Linked DNA regions of Rattus norvegicus: region 1 is linked to region 2. Evidence: chromatin contacts called from public Hi-C data. All regions are on one chromosome and are shown on one strand. The core of a region is the stretch at or near the end of the contact, and the rest is flanking DNA. Distances in the headings are between cores, read along the strand shown. Region 1 overlaps Osbpl8 (oxysterol binding protein-like 8). Region 2 overlaps Osbpl8 (oxysterol binding protein-like 8).

The links. Hi-C and Micro-C count contacts between places; a contact is called where the count stands out from the background.
Region 1: a contact with region 2 is called in a Hi-C map of frontal cortex, with 1.6 times the contacts expected there. The contact joins two enhancer-like sites. A contact is called at or near these places in 2 of 12 Hi-C or Micro-C datasets (frontal cortex and liver).

What each region holds. Positions count from the first base shown.
Region 1 is chr7:48,584,408-48,589,319 of GRCr8, forward strand. The region is part of intron 5 of Osbpl8 (oxysterol binding protein-like 8); the gene reads left to right. Among named protein-coding and RNA genes, the nearest start is that of Bbs10, 51 kb to the right of the region's middle. Within about 2 kb of position 1,739, at least 14 of the 93 cell types and tissues checked have an H3K27ac peak or open chromatin away from gene starts, as enhancers often do.
Region 2 is chr7:48,504,863-48,509,319 of GRCr8, forward strand. The region is part of intron 1 of Osbpl8 (oxysterol binding protein-like 8); the gene reads left to right. Among named protein-coding and RNA genes, the nearest start is that of Osbpl8, 24 kb to the left of the region's middle. Within about 2 kb of position 2,684, at least 8 of the 93 cell types and tissues checked have an H3K27ac peak or open chromatin away from gene starts, as enhancers often do.

The sequences.
Region 1 (4,912 bases), core at 489-2,988, 79 kb after region 2:
CTGTAAGTGTTCATAGGAATGTTTATCTTGATATTTTTAAACCACACAGCATATATGAAAAGTATAAAGGTCTATGCTTGGACTGACTGGGGTGCAGTGCAGTACAATCAGAGCAATGTGCTGATTGGTAACCCCTGCTCTCTTCAGAGGAACTAGTTTTGGTATGTGGGCTGCAGTAGACCTTCTCAAACTGAAATCTCAAAGCTTCACTCAGAGATGTTTCAGGCTTCATGTTTTTAACAAGACATTTTTAATTATTTTAAATTTATTTATGACAGTCAAAATATATACATGTAGGCTTAGATTTTTTTTAAACCTACTTTCAACAGGGGTTCTCAAACACTTTGATCCCCCCTACTCCTAGCCCACCATCCAAAGGTAAGGGGAAAAGATGGTAAATAAGGACAAAGGGATGTGGGCCTGTGTAGAAGGAGTTTTGGGGGGCAATTCCAACCTCCATTTGTCAGGATACCTGCAGTCCAGTTCAGTAGTGTCAGAATATCGAACATGAATCAGCAGTGGTGACATGATCCAGCAAATAACAGCCAGCCTCTGCCGAACTGCGCAAGTCAGTGGGAATAACCAGAGCCAGCTGGGTTGCCAGTTCACTGCCATGCCTCTTTCAATGAAGCAAGATCAGTGAAGGTAGGAGACCAATGACGTGTTGCACAGCTAGCTATGCAAGCGCCCCGTCAATGTCCATTAAGTCCTATGCATACTCTCTCCAAACGTCATGTGTCCTCCCCTGGGTTTTGCCTCAGCAAAATACCACAGGAGTCTGCATCACATGACACCACCAAAAACTTCCACTTCATATACATTAACAGATGATGAACAAAAACTTTACAGTAGTGTCCTATAATTAAAATAGGACATGGTTATTCTAAGTTAATATTTTTAAAAGTACCACTAGAGTGATACCACTAGGGTTATATAGTGGCAATCTATAGATTGATAAAAGTTGAATGAGTTTTTCAAAATTTGTCAAGGGATTTGACTTCCAACTTTTTTCTGATAAGATTAAGTAGCAATGATGAGAGCTTCTTAAAAGTTTTTGGTATCAAATAGGTTGAAAGAAAACCTATTTCCTTTTTTTAAAGATTGATTGATTGATTGATTGATTGATTGATTGATTGATTGATGTGTGTACACTGTAGCTGTCTTCAGACATACCAAAAGAGAGCATTGGATCTCATTACAGATGGTTATGAGCCACCATGTGGAAGATCAGTCAGTGCTGTTAACCACTGAGCCATCTCTCCAGGCTCAGAAACCTATTTCTTAAGCCAGTGAAGTGTCTGCTGTCCTAGCAGTAGGCTTTGTTCATCCTACCTTATGTGTTTTCTCCTGTTCTTAGGAATAGTTGAAAGGATTACACTGCATGTTTTGATTGCCGTTGTGTACAGACTAAACACAGAATAAGAATATTAAGAATAGTCATCACTTCAGGGTGTATGTTTAGGATGAAGTTTCACAGCACATTTATTTACTGGGCATATGTGTGCAGGTACATGTGTGCATGTAGGCATGTGGGGGTAGAGGACAACCTTGAGAGGCACTACCCATCTTTTCTCTAATATACAGGGTTTCCTATTGGCCTGGAATTCACCAGGTAGGTGAGACTAGCCACAGTGAGCATAGAGACTCTGCTTCCCCACTCTTCAGCGTTAGAATTACAAGCACACATGACCACACACACCCGCTTTTTGTGTGGGTTCTGGGGATCTAACTCAGGACCTCATGCTTCCCAAGTGAGTCATCTTCCAGCCCCAGTACAGTGTATTTATATAGCATACATGGGGAAATGTTTAGTCATGTAGGTGGGAAAATGTATTTCTTTTTTTATTCTTTGCAAGGTTTATAGCTGAATCCCTATAATAAAAGACATATCAACAAGACAAAAATATACACATTTATTTAATGTAATGTCACATAATGTTGGAGCCTTTAGAAACGAATAGGGAAACCTATATAGTTTATGTTTCGGTTTGATGAAGAGCACAGGCCTGATTGAGCAAAAAGGCTACCAAAGGGGCTAGAGCTCTTGTCTGGTGGCGAGCTCCTCATCCAGGGCTTAGCTCCTTAAAGCATTCAGAGGGTGCTCTAGTTGGCTTTCTATTGCTGTGATAAATTACTGACCAAAGCAGCTCTGGGAGGAGAGCTCGCACTTCATGCTACAGTCCGTCACTGAGGGAAGTCAGGACAGGAACTTAATTAGGAACCTGAGGCAAGAACTGAAGAAGAAAACGCTGTTTACCAGCTTGCTAAGCCTGCTTACTTAGTATACCACCCAGGACCGCCAGCCCAGGGGTAGCACTGCCCACAGCAGGCTGGGCCCTCCCACATCAGTCATCAATCAAGATGGAGGTAATCCTTCAGTTCGTGTTTCTCAGATGATTCTAGTTTGTGATGAGTTGACAAAAGCTAAGCAGCACAGAGAGGATAAGGAAGGGCAGAAGGCAAGCCTGTTTGTGGAGATTCTTCTCAGTATCTGTGTGTCATTGGATTCTCTCCACCTAAAATTACATATTCGTTTGTGGCCTGTCAAAGGGAGACAGATAAGGTGCAGTCAGAATGGCTTCTTCCTTCTGCACTTTTCTCTTGGCTTCCTTTGTCTTAAAATAAGCAGTATGCTGAGACGCTGCATTCTGGAGCACTGTGTGCTGAGCTCTGCTGTTCATTATATAGAACCTATAACTTAAAGTCAAAGAAAAGCATATCCTGCTCATAGCTTGAAATACAGTAGGATTATTTTTAAGGCTTATTTTAAGCACTTAGTACTGGAATTGTGGAAAATATGGTTTAGCAGTATCCTTGTGCAGGAGCTTTAATAAATAGAGTCTCAAAGCCATGTGCCGTCCATATGTACCTTGAGAGATAAGGAAACAGCAGGGAGACTGAACTCTGCACTCTTTTTTTTTTTTTTTTTTTGGTTCTTTTTTTCGGAGCTGGGGACCGAACCCAGGGCCTTGCGCTTCCTAGGCAAGCACTCTACCACTGAGCTAAATCCCCAACCTCTGAACTCTGCACTCTTGATGGACACCAATGATGGAAACAGAAATGGGCCTTATGGTGATTTTTGTATAAAGGAGTATTTGGTGTGTTGATTTTAAAAATTAAATGGATGTTCATTCTACTAGGTACACCTCAGCTGCTAAGTAACTGCCCATGGCTGGTGGCTCCCATGTCAAACAACTCAAATGTAGTGAATTGGAGCGCAGTCTGGACTGCATGTGACCATGTCCTGAACAAACAAGCAAAAACCATAGTGAATAACTCCTAATACTTTTGGTATTAGTAATATTCACTCATTCTGCCATTTTTCAAGAGAACTATAGTAACTAGTTTGTTCCTAAATATTTTAATGTATAACCTACTCATTCTTATTTAAGTAATTTGGGGGAACAAATTTAAATTTTAAAATTTTTTATTTGTATGTGTATAGGTCTTTTGCCTGCATATATATCTATACACCACATGTGTGATACCCAAAGGAAAGCTGAATCAGAGCACATAACAAGTATTACGCTAAACACTTTATGTGTGTCACCTCATTTAACCCCCAGAACAACTTATGACAGTGGAGTCCTGTAGTAGCCAAACCAAATGTTGTCACTTGCAGTTGTTGGGGAAACATTTTCTCTTATTTATAAAGAAAAGTTTTCACATTGATTCTGGTTGTATGAAGAGCTTTCAAAAGCAATAACCCGATGAAGTGAGCTTACCAAAACCACGAAGCTCAGTGTTCACAGGGCACAGAATTCACTGTATGATTGGGATGCTGTTTAATCTGAGGTACAACTTTCTTCCACTCCATCTCCCGTTGCTTTAAGCATTCCGTGAGGTGGTACATACACAATGCTTGTAAGTAGTACGCAGCCACTAATTTCATCAACATTCAACCTAACAAACGAGGCGAGTGTTGTTCGTTAGACAGTATTATCTAACGTGCTCTTCCTGTTTGTAGGAAGTAGAGTTCTGTGACAGTTGTAATGCACTGCACCCTCTGACAGAAGCTGTGTCATCTTTTGGGGCTGTCTGGTTTGGGGAAACAGATAGCTGTGTAGCAGGAGTAATTATGAAAATTGTTTTGGTATCAGAGTTTGTGCCATCATCATGAGGACAAGCAATATGGTATTTCAAGCTACTTAAGTCAGCAACTTAAAAGTTTAAGCAGGGGGCTGGGGATTTAGCTCAGTGGTAGAGCGCTTGCCTAGGAAGCTCAAGGCCCTGGGTTCCGTCCCTAGCTCCAAAAAAAAGAACCCCCCCCCAAAAAAAAAAAAGTTTAAGCAGGTTGAGCTCTGTTTTCTGCGTTGAAAATAATTTCAGCTTGTTTCCTATCAATTTACTACCATCATCATAAGCTCTTCTATGCCCCATTTATGTAAAGGTCTTTCATGCCAACCACCAGGGGTATTTTTAACATGAACAAGATAAATAAGCTTCAATGACATTTCCATTTTGTTAGTTGGTCAAAAATGTTTAGCTCATTCCTTTTCTTCAGCTGGTACACTGGCTGTCTTATCACCAGTGAATAACTATGGTACTGTCACCATGGGTCATATAATTGAGTGAAGGATCCTTGGTTAAAGCTAGTAATATGCAGGTGTATCTGCTCACCATTTGGAAGCCACCATTTGGATCAAGTCATGTATACCCAGAGAATTCCTAAGAATGCTAGTATGCTGTCCTGTGTCTGACAATGGTAGAAATGAAAACCTGTAGGGAATTGAGGGAATAGGATGTTATTGTTCTAAAATGTATAAAGATAGCTCTCGAATGTATGCTTTTGTACCCTAATGAAAGACTGAGGGCACGGCATCAGGAGAGCCAGTTTCCAGTCACTGCTATGTTAACAATTGTGTCTGAGAAATTAGCCTCTCTGAGCCTTTTTTTTTTTGACATGTAAAGT
Region 2 (4,457 bases), core at 1,434-3,933:
CATGCCTGTATGCCTGCATACCAGAAGAGGGCACCAGATTTCATCATAGAGGGTTGTGAGCCACCTTGTGGCTGTTGGGAATTGAACTCAGAACCTCTGGAAGAACAGCAAGTTCTCTTAACCTCTGAGCCATCTCTGCACTCCTGAGTAGCATGTTTCTAACATGAATACAAACTTTATTTCCTACCTAAACAAGAAATTTGGGATATTTTCTCTTGTACTCAATAGCTGCTTTTGGCATTTCGTGTAAGTTTTTCTTAATACCCTTTTAAGTTGTTAAACTCATCCTCAAAGTTCGAGATATGCAAATATATGTTCCATGCAAATTTCCCAACTCTAATCTCCCTAATAAAGCCTTAAAGAGGATTGCAGTGTATGGCCTCCCATCCTGCACTAATCATTTTTGAAGGCATTGGTTTAAAAATTTGCTAAACCTCATTTTAAAAATACTGTTTTCTTAACCTCTGTTTTTAAATTTTCAAATGGTGTGGGGGGGCACACACAGGGCAGTTGTCTCAGAGGACGGTTTGAGTAGTTGTGGTGTGTGTGTGGGGACACAGGACAGTTGTCTCAGAGGACGGTTTGAGTGGTTGGTCTTGATTCTACTACCTCGTGGGCACCAGGGATTGAAGTTAGGTCATCAAACCAAGCAGCAGGGAGGTACCTTTACTTGTTGATCTGTCTCACTGGGAACATTAGCCCCTTGAAACCTCAGCAGCAAACACCTCTAAAGACTGGGATTATGCTTAATAGGGTAACTTGCCAAATTTAAAGAGGTAATTTATGTTTCTTGAGAGTGATAAATTCTTTAAAAATATTTTATACCTTAGAATTCTATCATGAAAAGCATAAATAAGAAGTAGCGTATGATTCTGTACAATATCACACACAATGTAGGTGTATAAATATGTAGTTCAGGGGTGTGTGTGTGTATGTATGTATGTAAATATGTAGTCGGAGAGTGAGAAATCAACATTCTTTTTTTTTTTTTTTTTTTTTTTGGTTCTTTTTTTTCCGGAGTTGGGGACCGAACCCAGGGCCTTGTGCTTCCTAGGCAAGCGCTCTACCACTGAGCTAAATCCCCAACCCCGAAAGCAACATTCTTTAAGGCTTCTCCCTCTGCTCTACATTCGACAAGGCCCTTAAGATGTGGCTGTTAGAGATGGATCTGATAAAACCTTTGTTTTCTATACCTTTTCACCAAAAAGGGTTACTATTGCTGTGGTGAAACACTAGGACCAAAAGCAAACTGGGAATAAAGGCTTTATTTCTTCTCACAGTTCCGTGTTAACACTTTATCATCAAAAGCAGTGAGGGCTGGAACCTTGAGGGGGGGAACTGATGCAGAGACCATAGAGGAGCGCTGCTTACTGGCTTGCTCCTCATGGCTTGCTCAGCCTACTTTCTAATAGGACCAACCAGTCCAGGGATGGCACCACCCATAATGGTCTGGGCCCTGTCCTGTCCATCACTAATTAAGAAAATGCTCTACAGTGTGTGAACATCCTCATCTTCTGAAGGCATCTTCTCAATTGAGGTTCCTCCCCTTAGGTGACTTTAGCTTGTGTCAAGTTGACATAAAACCACCCAGGCAGAGACTTGATCTTGTAGCTTTGCTTCCTGCAATAGCTCCCGTGCTTTGTTTGAAGGTCAACATTACTGATTTCTCACTCACTGTGTGTGTCATTTTCTCATTACACATCATTCTTAGGCTGGGAATGAAATGGCTGAAGATTTTAACTAGGTGTTTTAGCTGTCCTTTCTAAGAAATAAGGATACTTTCTAAATAAAATGTAGAAAAAATTGCTATTGTACGTACAGAATCCCAGTAGAAATCTGTTAGTGTGAGTATTATAAGAAGAGCAATTCTGTAGTCTTTCATCAGTTTTACATTTGAACATGACCATGAGAAGTGATTATTAAAGTGAAATAATATAAAAAATTCTTCATAATGAAAGAATTTTATTTTTTTACTTTATTTTATTCAATACCTGTAATCCCAGCTCTTGGGTTGCCAAGGCAGGTGGGTCTTGAGAAATCCAGGCCAGCTTGAGCCCCATGAGGGGCTTAGAGGCAGTATAGGAGGCATATCAATACTGCCTCAGAAATTTTCACACACACACACACACACACACACACACACACACACACACACAGAGAGAGAGAGAGAGAGAGAGAGAGAGAGAGAGAGAGAGAGAATTATGATTGTTCATATTCGGTTTCTTGAAATATATTATAATGTCATGAGGTCATTGCTTTATTTAGTTTTTAATTTCTACCTATTTATAAGCAGGGTCTCCCGTAGCCTAGATTGTCCTTGAGTTTTCTCTGTAAGAAAAGGAACCTGTGGCCTTAATTTCCTGATCCTTTGCCTCAGTGCTGGGATTACAGGCATGTGACACAATGCCTGAATAGTTTTCTGGGGAAAGCTTTCCAAATGAATTGAATTGAGATTCTGAAAAACTGTAAAGGCTTTCAAAGTTCCTGTAGCACACGGTGACAGATGCACAGCAGGTCCATATGCTGCAGGTCTATTATTATAGTTAAATCATTATTTTTGCTTTAGAGAAGGGCTGTGGCTAAGTTCCAAGAGAGTGAAACTGGTAAATTTGGATATTCACATTGTTTTTCAACAGGAAGAGCTCTCTCTCAGTTGGCTCTGTGCCTCATACATAACATTGCGTCTCCTAGATGAAGAAGCTACAATTCTGGATGTTACTGTGCAATTTAAATGGATATTTGCATCCGATGGAAAGACACTCTGATTTTTTTCTCCCATATATGGACTTAATGTCATAGGCTCACTAATTCTGCATCTCCTCACGACTGCTCCTTTCCGCCTCCGTGCTTCTGCACAGCGCCAGTCCCTCTACCTGCCTGACCCTCCACCTGCTGGACACTCCCTTCTTTTCTTCTCTTTTCAAAACTTGCATCTAAAATTATTTCCTCTAGAAAGCCTTCATCATTTCCTCCATGTAACTCTCACTGTCTTTGCTTTACCTTCATACAGACCCGAGATTTAGTGCTGTGAGCTGTGCTGCTGTGAGCTGTGCTGCTGTGAGTTGTGCTGCTGTGAGTTGTGCTGCTGTGAGCTGTGCTGCTGTGAGTTGTGCTGCTGTGAGCTGTGCTGCTGTGAGCTGTGCTGCTGTGAGTTGCCAGCACCCATGCAGTGCTAAGATTAACTGCCCCATCTAACTGTCACAGCTACTCTGACTTCCATTTCACAGATAGGACAACAGAGCACATGCATTTTCTTACTTACCACATGCATTTCTTAAGGCATACTCTTAGGTTTAGCTATGCTAAAATTTGAACATTCCCCTATCATTTTAACAGTGAGTGTGTGTGAATTGAGATAGGATCTATGTTGCCCAGGCTGGCCTTAGTTCATTGTGTAACACAGGCTGTAGGCTGGCCTCAAAGTCATGATGATCCTTCTGTCTCAGCCTTCTAAGTGCTAGACTTAGAAGTATGTACAGGGTCTCCAGCAGCATTGCTTGGGATAGTGTAGTCTTGCCTTTCTCTTTCTCTCTCTGTAATTGTTAAAACACAACTTAAAACCTCCAGGGTGCATGCAATTTAAATTAGAAAGTACCCATTTAGAATAACAGTTTGCAGTTTGTAGTTGTAGACACCCATGAAGCTATCAGCACAATGTAGACAGTTGTTCCAGTAGCCCTTTAAAACTCACACATGCCTCTTCCCTTCATCCCTATTCTTGCTCACTTTCCCCCCAGATGACAGCTGACCTGGGCTCTGTCTTAACACTTTTGCCTGTTCTCAATTCATACAGTTAGAGTAGATGCTCTAGTCTGGCTTCTTTGCTTCTGGATACTGTCTCACTGTGTGTGACTATGCTACAATTCATTTATTTGCTCACTTGTTAACAAGCATTTAGCTTGTTTCATGTTTCTTTGTACCTATTATAAATGAAGCTGTTATAGAAATGAAATCTATGTTGTAGGTCTGTGGCTAGCTACATCTCCATCTCTCTTGGGCCTGCAATGGAAGAGTGCTTTATTTGGTTCTTGCTCATCGTCATCAATACACATATTATCATTTTAAAGTCCTTTAGCTATCTTTGTCATTCTTCAGTAGCGTGTCATTGTGGCTTTTCTGCACATCTCTTTGATGACTGGTAGAACTGAGCACCGTGCTTGAACTAGCCTATATAGCTTTTTCTTTCCTTCCTTCCTTTCTTCCCCCCGCCACCCCCCCCCCACCTCCCCGGAGCTGAGAACCGAACCCAGGGCCTTGCGCTGGATAGGCAAGCGCTCTACCACTGAGCTAAATCCCCAACCCCTTCCTTTCTTTTTTAAGACAATGTCTTATATTGCAGCCTTTGATGACTTTGCACTCACAGCAGTCCTGCCTTAACCTTTTAAATGATAGAATTATAGATGTAATCTATAATTCTGGCTATAGAATCTTTAATCTACTTTCAAATTAGTGCTTCT